Regions from separate parts of the Rattus norvegicus genome. Here region 2 is linked to region 1. A link is a contact called in public Hi-C data. All regions are on one chromosome and are shown on one strand. Each heading gives the region's core, a stretch centred on a gene start, on an enhancer-like site or on the middle of the called end of the contact. The rest is flanking DNA. Distances are from core to core; before and after follow the strand shown.

The links. Hi-C and Micro-C count contacts between places; a contact is called where the count stands out from the background.
Region 2: a contact with region 1 is called in a Hi-C map of the A7r5 cell line, with 5 times the contacts expected there. The contact joins the promoter of Ackr3 here to the enhancer-like site in region 1. A contact is called at or near these places in 10 of 12 Hi-C or Micro-C datasets (the A7r5 cell line, the Rat2 cell line, Schwann cells and 5 more) and 1 of 1 datasets of contacts at active chromatin or transcription factors (oligodendrocytes).

Annotation. Positions count from the first base shown.
Region 1 is chr9:98,101,200-98,107,245 of GRCr8, forward strand. It overlaps Iqca1 (IQ motif containing with AAA domain 1), which reads right to left. Exons shown (of 19, transcript XM_017596905.3): 14 at 1,318-1,425. The region is part of intron 6 of LOC102554789 (a long non-coding RNA gene); the gene reads left to right. Among named protein-coding and RNA genes, the nearest start is that of Asb18, 61 kb to the left of the region's middle. Within about 2 kb of position 1,257, at least 5 of the 93 cell types and tissues checked have an H3K27ac peak or open chromatin away from gene starts, as enhancers often do. A contact at or near this core is called in the A7r5 cell line, where this site is marked.
Region 2 is chr9:98,243,889-98,249,883 of GRCr8, forward strand. Ackr3 (atypical chemokine receptor 3) reads left to right here and starts at 3,466. Exons shown (of 2, transcript NM_053352.2): 1 at 3,466-3,527.

The sequences.
Region 1 (6,046 bases), core at 7-2,506:
TGGGGCTCTGTTTCCCAACCAGGTGTGGAAACGAACCTGTGTGGGCTTCTGCCAGAGGCTGCCACTGAAGTGATCCAAACAATCATTGTCCCCTAAGGCTGTGCCTCATCCCTTTTCTGACAGGACGCCACTTTCCACATGAGGGTTCTCCTATGAATGTGTGTGTTGGGGAGCAAGGGGCAGCTTCAGGAACTGTTGGCAGATGCCAGCGTCTCCCCAGGTTGCATTCACGTGCAGGTGGGGGTGACACGTGAAGTTTACACACCTGGAGGCATACCTGTGCACGTGGCTCATCTGTCCTACTTGTGTCTGCATCCCCAACAGGTGACATAAAACTCTTTCAGGAGAGCCAGCTTTCCAGCTGACTCTGTGGCCAGGAGGGCCTGGCAGCTGCTGATGGGGGGTGTGTGGCGAGGGGTGAGGGTAGAGTGCGGTGGGAGAGTGGGTGGTGGTGTTCTCCATGCAGGGGTGGGGTCCTTTTGAGGCAGAACGGAAAACCATGGGTAGCAGGGATAGCCAGCCAAGGGACCCGCGTAGTGTACACTGAGCAGGAATAGTAGCTCCTTGCGTCTCCTGACTCCCATTATGTTACGATAAGGTGTGAGACTCAATGTATTTTATTAGGCTGGTCCTGCGAGCGTTACACATTGAGTTTGTTGACATTAAATCTTGTGCTCCAATATATTTGCGTGTGATGCAATGTGAAATATAGTGCCTGGACATTTATACTGCCCCCAAATCACATTCACGACTTCTGACGTAATGTCAGGAGAGGCCTTAGAGCTTTCCTGCCAACAGACATAAGTTCTTAAGTCAAAGCGGGAGAGAGTTATCGAAGCAGGCGAAACAAGCTGTAATTTCTAGCTTCAGAGCGGCAAGCAGAGCACTGCCTCTTGTTGGGCTGCCCTCCTGCAGCCACCACCAAACAGAGGGAAGGGAGGGGCTTCGTGCCTCCTGCATCCCTAGGCACAGCCTAGAGCTGTGTCTGAAGGACCGTGATGGAGGGACCGTGGGGGAGATCAGGACCCAGCCACAGAAGGTAGTGTGTGAAGGAAGGCACGCAGCCACCTTAGCTTTCTCAGCTCATTGACTTCAGAGGCCATCTCTCCAGCTGGTTGCTGTAATGTGAGCTAGACCTGGAGATGGCACAGAAGCTCTCTTCCCAGCCTGCCCTTCTCTGCTGGGCCTGTACGGAAGTGAGACAAGGCTTCCCATCCTCAGCTGGGAAGGTGAAAAGCACTTTTGGTGCCAAACAGGAAATACCATCAAAGCCAGAGGGAGGCTGCTGTCCGAGCTTGTGGGAACGCCAGTCCTTACCCAGAGGCAAGATTCCATACAGGGTGATGAGCTGTCTGACGTCCAGGAGGGATGGCATGGGCTCTATGGCAACCTGACGCAGAGTCGTCCCCAGGTAGCTGTACTCACCTAGGGAGGAAGGAAACATGGATGAGTGGATGGGAGACCGTGGTGGTCTGAAAAATGAAAGGCCAGAGAATGCAAACACTACAGGGGAGAGCTACCATTGGTGGGTGTGTCTGTTCTACTCATATTTAACTGTGAACCTGACACAGCCTAGAGTCATTGCAGAGGAACGCCTTGATCAAGGATTGACCTGTTATGACAGTTGGTGTAGGAAGGCTTGGCCCATGGTGGGCGGCGCCATCCCTTGGCAGGTGGTCCTGGCTGTGTAAGAAAGCTAGCCAAGCATGGGTGAGCGAGTGAGCAAAAGCCAGAACAGAGAGCCAGGGAGCAGTGGTTCTTGCTTTGGTTTCCTGCCCTGACTCCGGTCAATGATGAATTGTGACCTGGATGCATAAATCAAATGATCGCTTTCTTCCCCAAGTTGCCTTTGGTCAGAGAGGTGTTTTTTGTCTGTTTGTTTGTTCTTTAAAATCACTGCCACAGAAAGAACCCAGGGCATCTTTTCTTAGAGAAGGTTTGAAGAAAAACCAGGCAAGAAAGCACGGCTATACCAGTTGTGATAAAAGGCAAATTACATGAACTGTTACAATCATCTCCTATGGGGGGAAAATACTGTCTGCCTCGCATGTTCCAGGGGCCTTGGCCTTGTCACTCAGAATCACTTAAAGAGAAAAAGAAAAAAAAATAACCATTGGGCTGTGTGAAGTGAGATGAAGTTCTGAGTGACGTACAAAGAAACTAAAATATTGCAGTTTTTTTTTTCAGACTCTAAAAGATTCCGTCTAACATTGGTGGAAAGTTCCACCATAAATTATTTAAGGTCCATGTGGAATGTGTGCCTGAGCAGTGCAGTGTGAAAGGAAGGGTCTGAGTCTAATTTAGGACAAATAGAAACAGCTCCTGTTGAGGGTAATATTAATTTACATTTTTATCATTTTTAAAGGGTTACCAAAGGAATAATATAGAGATAAATCTCTACAGGTTTAATTAAAGATATCAAAGGGCTTAATTGTAACTAGCCATAAATCTGAAGTGTTATTTTCTAACTCATTTAGATAAGGTCACCAAGAAAATTAGTTTGGCTGTCTCCATTTGTCACAAGGATGGACCTTTATGCACCACGATGACTCCCGTGATCTGTTTCTGAATGCACAGTGAAGATATTCCCAGACGGAGGAGGCAGGGTGTCTGATTGTCCCCTTTCCTACTTCAGGTGCTCACTGACCCTGTGTGTGCACGCGTGTGCGTGTGTGTGTGTGTGTGTGTGTGCGTGTGTGTGTGTGTGCGTGTGTGTGTGTGTGTGATGCAAAGAGCACATTCCTGTGTGTGAAGTGCTGTAGACGCCCAGTGCTTAGAGCATTTCCAAACGTGAGGAAAATTAGAGCTGAAACCGAGAGACTGGCCGCTGTCTTGTGCAGGGCTGCCTTCCAAATTCTCAGCATTAAAAAAAGAAGCCCTTGGCAAGGACGACTGTATTGGTTGGCGGAATGAGTGATGGTGGACACTTGCATTACGGACCCGGAGACTCCTGCATTTTAACGAGCAGGTAATAAATAGCAGAATGGTTAATTTAGCCTCCACCAGAAGGGAAAGAGACCCTGTAGCAACCGTTAAATCTAGTGCTCACTGCCAGTAAACACAGCATTAGGGGGGCAGTGGAAGCAACCTCAATTTTCTTGCTTGTGTAAATCCATATTAATATCTAGGCAAACCATATTTTCTGGAACCTAGCAGATTTTATTTAAACAAATTATATTAAATTAAATTAGTGGGTGTTGGTTCTGATAGAGAGAAGGATCCAACTAGCCCGGGCTGTTTGCCAAGTTAGGAGCCTCTCACTCTGAAAGCACGTCTCTGTGTTTTATGGCTGCTCAGAGTGGGAGCTATTGTCTCTTCCCATCTACAAAGTCAGGGTACAGAAAGTTCTGGATCCTCTGTACCAGCACCAGATCTTCTGGACAGGAGAGGAAAGATAAAAGCAGGAGAGAGGGCCTTTGAGACAAAGGGTGTGATGAAGGGTTAGGAAATGCACAGCAATCGAAAGAAGAGAAGCAGGGTGTGCACAGAGGGCTGCACTCAGCTCTGGTACGTGTGCGCTGGCGTCCTCAAGCCCTGTTCTCACCCTGTGATTTCACGCAGAAGGAAGATCTGTGAAGATGCTTTTGGACAATGGGTCCACCTGGGGTCTGAAAATTATCAGGATTCCTGTCCCTATAGGAACGGGAAAATTGGATACACAGAAAGACACACCTGGAGGGAGGATAGGCCTGAAGATGAGGGTGCAGATTGGGTGAAGCTTCCACACATCAAATGATACCAGGAGGGCAGTGAGCGCCAGAAGCAGAGGAGACATGGCCGAGTGCTTTCCTTGAAGTGTCAGAAGGAACCTGCCCAGTCACATCTCAACCTTGGACTTCCGGTCTGCAGAGCAGAGAGCCGGCCCATTTCTACTATTTAAGCTACTAGGCTTGGTGTCCCTGTTAAGACAGCGGTAGCACACAGGGATGGAGTGAGAAAAAGAAAGAGAAGCATCTCTGAAGAGCACAGTTGAAAGCCACCAGAAACACAAAGGATCCTGGAGATCCAAACGAGAACAGCAACAGTGTTTCCATTCTATTCAGTGTAGCTATAAGAAAGGAACAGAGAAGGAAGCAGTTTATCAAAATACCTGTGGGGTGTGTGTGTGTGTGTGTGTGTGTGTGTGTGTGTGAGAGAGAGAGAGAGAGAGAGAGAGAGAGAGAGAGAGAGAGAGAGAGAGAGAGGGAATATGGGCATGCTCGCATTTGGAGGCCAGAGGTCAATCTCTGCTATTCCTCAAAGCTGTCTGCCTTGGTTATGAGACAGGGTCTCTCACTGGGCTGGAGTGCAGTAGACTTATTGTTCTGTCTCTGCTTTCCCAACACTAGGAGGCATCACCACACCTGGCTTGTTTTCCACAAGCTCCGGGGATAGAACGAAGATCCTCATCTTTGCACAGTAAGCGTTTTTTACTGACTGACCCATCCCCACAGCTGGTAATCTAGCTTCTTAAAGAAATCCTTCAGGGACAGGGCGAGGGCAGACAGCAGGATCTAAGAACACAAACAGGGCTCCTTGGCACACCACAGACATCGGCTATCTAGCCCCTGCCGCTTAGTGCTCACCACACATGGTGGGGACAGCTTGTAGCATGGCGCTCTGTGGACAAACTGACTGTTACACAGCTGCAGAATTAAAACCCAGCCTTAAGGACATATGGTGGAAATTTCTGGAAATGTCGAAGAACTGCCTTTGCCTTTGGTGCGAGCTCCTCAGTTTCCAAAGAGTACAAATATCAAGTGATCCAAGAGACATACATCTCCAGGTGAACTCTGTTGCAAGATCACGCCTGCGCACAACGCCAGTATGCGCCAAAGCTTCTAGGACTGGGGTTTTGGAAGCTTCTGGCTTTAGCAGAGGCAGTGAGCACCATGAAGAATGGGACCGGCTTTAAGAAAGCTTTGCTCCACTTCTCACCATGCACAGCAGCTGCTGAGCCGTGGTGTGCCAAGTCCACTCGGGAGCGTCTTGAGTTGTTTGTAGGTAACTGGGTCTCTTGGTGCTCTGAGTAGGTATGGGGTAGAAGGGGGATGGGGAGTGTAGGGTACCCTAAAGGCAACAGCCCTTCTCATGGTGACACTCCACGCTCACCAATGACGGTGACAACAGCATTGGCAGAGGAATAATGGGAGCAGCATCTAATGAGGGCTGAGAACTTGGGGTGTGGCCCGCTCAGTGTTGACATCGGTTCACTGAGGCTGCTGCTGTGGCTGTCATTTCTGTCCCACAGTAGCAGAAGTGGAGACATCCAAAGAGCCAGAAAAAGGACAGGGATTCTGAGGCCGGAGTGGACTAGCTATGTCTATCCCGATCAAGGGTCCCAAGCACTGGACATTGAGCCTTAACATTGCGTGACAAAGGAGCCTGCATTGGAGAAGTGCCCAGGATGCTTTGCATGTGAACTAGGAAGCTTGCGGCTTCCTGGGTGGTGTATGGGCTCTTCAAAATGAGCACGTTTGAATACCGTTGACCACACAGTGGTTGCCAAGCCAAATCAGATGTTTTGCTTCTTGGGTACCTGAGATCTGGCTAGGAGCCTGCTCTCCTGGGCTTCTGGGCACAGTGCCAGTGCTTGGAGCTGAGCATCTTGGCAGGGGCAGAGCCGAGAGCAGAGAGGGCAGCCCTGCTGCTCTGACCTGCTGTGGTGTGGATGATGCCTGGGGTTTTAAGGGAGCTAGGAGGAGAGAAGAAACCACTGGGCTCTAAGCTGACTTCGGGCTCTAACACTATTGAACACTCACTGCTAGACCGCATCATGTCTCCTGGTCTTTGAAGTGTGTTGCCTGTGTGGCCTGTTGTGTCTGAGGTCCCTGCTTCCTCGCATGTGGAGGAGGAGCCTCAGAGACGTGGTCCACACATTGGCTTTCCTGTCTACATACAGGAAAATCAGGCTGCTGAGGAAGTAGCTTTCATAAGGCATGAGTTACCCAGAGCCAGCTGGGGGGCCGCTTCTGTGTGAAAATGCTAAAGAAACCAAAACAAAAACAACAACAACAACAAACACAACAAAAACCCCACAAACCCCCCAAAACAAAACAAACAAACA
Region 2 (5,995 bases), core at 2,216-4,715, 140 kb after region 1:
CCTGGACTCACACACCTGTGCCTGGACTCACACACCTGTACCTGGACTCACACTCCTGGGTATCTTTCCCTCCCTGCATCCCAGTTTCTCCTGGAACCCTTCCTTAATTGAGGAGTTGGTCCTCAATTCTTAGCTTACTGTTTTTGGGTGCTAACCTAAGATACTCACTACTGCTTTTCAGGCAGGAAGAGGCATTGTGAAGGCAGACAAAGGGGGTTTTGCATGGCTCCTGTGGTCACCCACAGCTACCTGCTCTCTGGGTCTCCATCTCCTCACTACAGAACCGAGAGGAGGACAGCTGTGAAGATGACAAGGAAGCATGTGGCTGGGACCCTCAGAGGAATACAAGGCAGCTAGCTATGGCCATGGGTCGTTTCTAAATATCACCCAGGTGTTGGTCAGCATCATTAGCATCAGATAACCAACTCTTAGATTTCTTAAAGAGTTCCAGGTCACGAGAGTTTAGACTCTTGCAGAGGTGGAAGGAGGAGAGTCAGCCTGTCTGAATCCCCCTTAGTTACTGCTCATGAGCACCTGCTCCTTGGATCCTGATTGGCACCCAGCAAGAATAGGTGGTCCCTTTAGTATAGATTGATGTCTGGCACTCATAGAGACATTCAAGTAGGGAGGGTTGACTGAAGAACCAGTTCCTAGATGGAGCCATCTGGACCATCCAGCCGGGATATCCTCTGTGGGTTAGGCACTGACTGACTTTACCTCTAAGGAAGGGATCTTAACTCCAGGTGGGAGGGGTGTGTACTGTCCAGCAGGAAGCATTCCTGTCCTGCCTGGCTACTGGAGGGTGACACCTCTTCCTGGGTTGTAGCACAAGGACATTGCAATGCTTTGTCTCCAGGCCAACGGCTAGAAGTCCTTCACACATATTCACAGTAACTCAACATTTCTATTCCGCTCTTCTCTGAAGGCTGGGAGCAGGACCCAGTCCTGGACCTTCAGGGGTGTGTTGAGTGGGTGGGTGGGATTCAGGCAGGAGGGGATGGCATGCTAACAGGAGAACAGCTCCAGAGGGGACGGCTGCTGGATGGGTCTAGCTTCAGAGTCTAGGTGTGTGGAAAGGGAAGTTGGGTGGAGCTGACTGGGAGATACCTGACCCTTCTCACTCAGGCCCCTAGGCCTGTAGCATCAAGGAATCCGTGTCCTGAATTTGTCTTCTCCTGTGTGGGTCACGAGGCAGGCTCCTGGCCAAAGGAGGGAGACATTACATAGGATTTTATGCTGTATCTCAGCCCAGTATACTTAACCTTACCAAGTAAATCTTTTCTGGAGCCCCTTGATAATTTTCTCCTCCCCCCACTCCCCCCCCCCCCCCGGCCGCAGCCGCTCTCTCAGTGGGGGAATTGGTTCTCTCTTTCCGACATTTGGGTCCTGGGGATGCAACTCAAGATCAAAACCATCAGGCCTGTCTCCTGGATTCTCTATCCCCGAACCACCTTGCCTACTCCTCACCCTCGTTTCTGAGAAAAGGTGAGGCTCCAGAATCTTAGAGGCAGGATGGTCCAGCAAGGGGCAAAACAATCAATGCTCAGGGAGGGTGCATACTTTATGCTTTTTAAAAAAAATTCCTTTGCATCTTCCTTTTTTGCAAGTGCATGGTCTAATTAATAAAGCTCTGCTGTAGCCAGCGCACTTCCCACAGGCAAGTCCAGTCCCCTGCGGTCGGCCTTGGTCTATGTATCGCGGTGAGAAGCAGAACGGTCCCGGTTGTGGACATCCTGGGATGGCCGCACGAGGGCAGGTCTCTGCTTTGCTCCAAGGCAGCTCTGGGCTCTGGACAAAGGCAGTCGGGAGCCTTCCGTGCGGAGGATTTGGCCCCAGGCCTGGGCGTGCTGCGATGCGCAGGCGCTTTGGCATCCCAAACGGGGCGGGTTGCTCTGAAGCAAATCCTGCGGGGCCTCCAGTGAATGAAAGCTAGAAGGCCTAGGACAGGATGGCCTGGCTGGGTCCCGAGACCCTTTTCTGACCCTGAGGCCTCAGAGGTCCCTTCCTGACGCTGTAGGACACTCCCTGTACATACAGACCCTCCCAGTTGACTCAGACCTCCCTCCGCTTGGGGCCACAGACCAGTCTTTGTAGCTGGAAGGACCGCCCGCCTCTAGCCAGACCCAGATCCACCCTTGAGACCACAGACTACACCTCCGGGCCACAGACCCCGCCCACGGGCCTCAGGACCTCTCCCCTGCAGTGAGGGTCACAGACACCCCAGGAGGCTTCATGACCCCCCACCCAGATCTCACACTGCTCCTTGCAGACGCGCACCCCTCCTACAGCCCGGAAAGCAGGTGTGCTCCTCAGGATCTGCCCCGCCAGGAGTAAAGTGCAAGGCTGTTTAAACAAACCACTTCTTTTGTTAAGGTTTTTCTCTAGACCGAAGCTCTCTAGCCTACGTGAGACTCTGACCCCCGAGTCCTCCGGTTCCCGTGTTCAACAGTCACTCCCAGGAAACTTAGAAAATAGACTGAGCAAGTGTTAGCGCAGGCAGGAAGGAGATTTTGCGTTTAGCCAGTGCCTTAACCCTGGGCGCTGTAACTTGCTCTTCAGAAGTCCGGGAGAGAGCAGAGTGACCGCCAGCTCTTGGAGGGTGGGGGCCACTTGGGGAGGCGTTGCAGTGACAGTTTTAAAAGTAAAAGATTGGGTCATTTTACTAAGTGAGGCATTGCAAGGGACACTTTTTACAGGGAATCTGAACAATGAGCATCTTGATTAGAATGTAGATTTTGATAAAGATGACGATAGCGAGAAAAGTCGGCTAAGCTCACCATGACGATAAAGGGCTGCTACTTCACCTGCGTCAAGACCTTTTCAGCGACTGGCATTGCTCAGCCCTGTAGAACGCGGTCTTACTAGGGACTCAAGGACTTTGTGTAAGAGTTCCTACAGAATCCAACCTAAAGGCACTTTCTGGGTGATGGCCGTACAGGGTGGATTAATCGTTCCCTGTCCAAAATGTGAGTTCTGTTCAGGAGGCATCGACAAAGAAAGAGTAAGCTTGACAAATCAACAGCGAAGTTCAAAAGTTCAGAGTAATTTGTCTTGGGAACAAAGTCTTCCCTGAAGCTACAGGCATTCAAAGGAACTCCTGGTACTCGTGGGATTATTAAAGCTATACCTGAGACAGGATCAATATTTGATCATTTTGGAAAGTACTAGGACTTCTTTTGGGTTTTCGTCTGAGGGCATTTCCCCCAATAGGATCTAGCCTTTGCAAAGGAAGGGGTTTGAGGGCTCCCAGGAATGTGCTTGTGCAGGAAACAACAACCTAGAGAGGGTTACGGGAGGGCGTGTACGCGTGTACAAGCCTGCGTGCCGGCGCTGTGGTGGGGGGGGGGGGGGGGGAGGAGGAGGAGATGAGGGTTGCAAAACTGCCACCTAGAGGCACTTTCCTGCAGTGTATATAAAAGGCAAGTCCGGAGCCCGGAGAGAACTCAGTTGCTACAAACTGCTCAGCACTGAAGGAGCCTGCAGCACTCAAAGCCAGGAAGGCAAATCACAGCCCAGGCAGCCGCGAGGTAAGAAAACCTTGCTTCTGGGACAGCTTTGCTGAGCAACCACGGCAAGGGGCAGGGCTCCTGTTCTTACCCGAACCCGACTTCTGAGAACTCTTAGATCCCTGAGCTGGGGGCTTCAGAGCCTGCAGGTCCGGTTTGGAGAGCTCAAAGCTGATTGCAGGCTGCGTTGCAAGCTACTGCTTCTGCTTTGGGGGATTCGAGTTCAGTCACTTGTGGAGGGAAATCTCCGTGCGTTTGTTTGCTACTGGACTCTGATTTGTTTCTGCCAGTACTTAAGTTCCAGGAGGCAGGGAAACTTTGCAGAGAACATGGAATGCCCCACGGAGCTTGCCCAAGGCTGACTTAGGGGTGAACTTGGTACCAATATTTGCCAGCCCCTACTTCTGGTTATCAGATTGGAAGTGCGTAGAACTAGCTGTAAAAACACAAACGTAACTTCCAGAAAGGCATACGATGTGTTCAGTGGTATCCTCCAGTGGTGCAGACAACTGGGCTGAGCCGTCTATGTCTAGGATGAGTTTAAACTCCGTGCTCTGGGGGTGGGGATGGATTAATTCACAGCTCCTGAATTCTGGAAGTTGTAAATTGAATGTTAGCTACTCTTCGTCTTATCTCTTCATGGTATCTTTGCTAGTCTAATTTTGAGTATTTATTGTTCTCCTAGAAAGTATTGTCCAACTTCAGCTGGGGTTAAAAAAAAAAGCAGGTACTAAAAAAAGTCTAGTATTTTATAATTTAAACCTGCTCTCCAAGTGAACTGTGAGTGTTGCTGACTTTGTTAGGGTGCATAAAGGTTCGCTGGGTGGCTGGGAGCGAGGACTGCCCTGAGGTCAGGGGATCCGTGGTTAGCCAAGACTCCTGGCTGCTAACTGCTAGGAGAATGAAGCACTGTGAAAGGCAGACTGGCTGTCTCTTCCCCTTTCTCTCTTTCTCTCTCTCTCTCTCTCTCTCTCTCTCTCTCTCTCTCTCTCTCTCTGTCTCTCCATTCATTTGCTCACAAACAAGATTAATTAATTGTTTCGAAGTGGAGTGGGAGCAAACATCCTTTTAAAGGTGTCTCGGGTCAGTGGGATCCCCAAGACCCCAGTCTGCATTGTACCAGTGTGGAAACTTTGTTTTTCTTTGAAGGAGCAGATGCTGGCTTTGTGGGTCTTTATTTAGTTCAGGAGAATGTGGAGCTCAAATGGATAGGACCAGAAAGGAGGAATGGGGGTGGTTCTGGGTTTTGTGCCTGGCTCGCTGCAGATTTTAAATGGATAAAGCCCCAGTCTTTCTCCCATCTGAATAGGAGCTTGCCCCAGATGGAATGAAAACTCCCGTTTCTACCCGGAGCTATGCAAAAGCTCCAGTTTGGAAACATTTTGCTCTAATTTTCCCCAGTCTGAGAGGTAAACACTGTGTGCTGCTCTCTGCTGAGCTCAGCCACTGCCTCCAGGAGGCAGCAGGGGCTGGAAGGAGCTGTCTGCGAGCCGAGGTGTAAAAGCTGGGGAAGTCTGCTGCTTGCTAGCTGCTTGTTGGGCGCCTCCGGTTTGTTTTTAAAGGGGCATGCACAGTGCAAACACACACACACACACACACACACACACACACACACACACACACACACACACACACACTTTAAGTTCCAGAAAGTTACACGGCAGCATGCTGTGCTCAACTGAGTCAGGGCTTGGGACGTGAGCTTAGCCAGTATTAATAGCGAATCCTTAGGGAGCTAAGAAGGTATTATGATTTCTAATCAGACCCAGAGCCAGCCAAGGGTAGGCTTTCTAGATGGGATAAAAAAAAAGAAGAAGAAAGAAAGACCATGAAACACCCTGGTTAGTCAGAACAGTGGCTTTTTGTGTGAGGCTTTGAGGTGGAGTTCTTTAATTTTCAAATCTACACAGGGAAGTTGGTTGAAGTTACTCAGAGCTGAGACCGAAGGGCCACTCCTTCATAAACTTTTAGAGTCACTGAGGGAGGAGGAGAGAGCCTCAGAAACTTCAGAACTTTTCTTTTTCTGAGATTTTGTAGCAAACAGAATGGAATTTGGGCCCCGAAGGCATTTGTACTTTTCAGTTAAGCAACCAGAGGTATTAAAATGTTTCTTGTTGCCTGTTAGGTTGGGTGCATGCCTGTGATTCCGGAACTCCAGAGGCTGAGGCAGGAAGATTGCTGTGAGTTCGAGGCCAGCTTGGGTTATGTTGCCTTCGTACCATGTCTCAGAATGAATAAACGATAAACAAACAAAGAGTCTGATAATTGAAATCTATGTGCTTAGATAAAATTGATAAACAGGTGTAGTAATGACTGTTTTCAAACTCCCCAGGTATTGGGACACCTATCTCCTGTTACAGTGGAAGCAAACAGCCTAGGAAAAAGCAGATGGGCCCAGGTGTCAGGCAAGGACATTTTCTGCGGGGATTAGGTAGCCAATGCCTTTCTTGTTAAAAATATACTGGCTTAGTCTTGTTTATAAAGGGAGA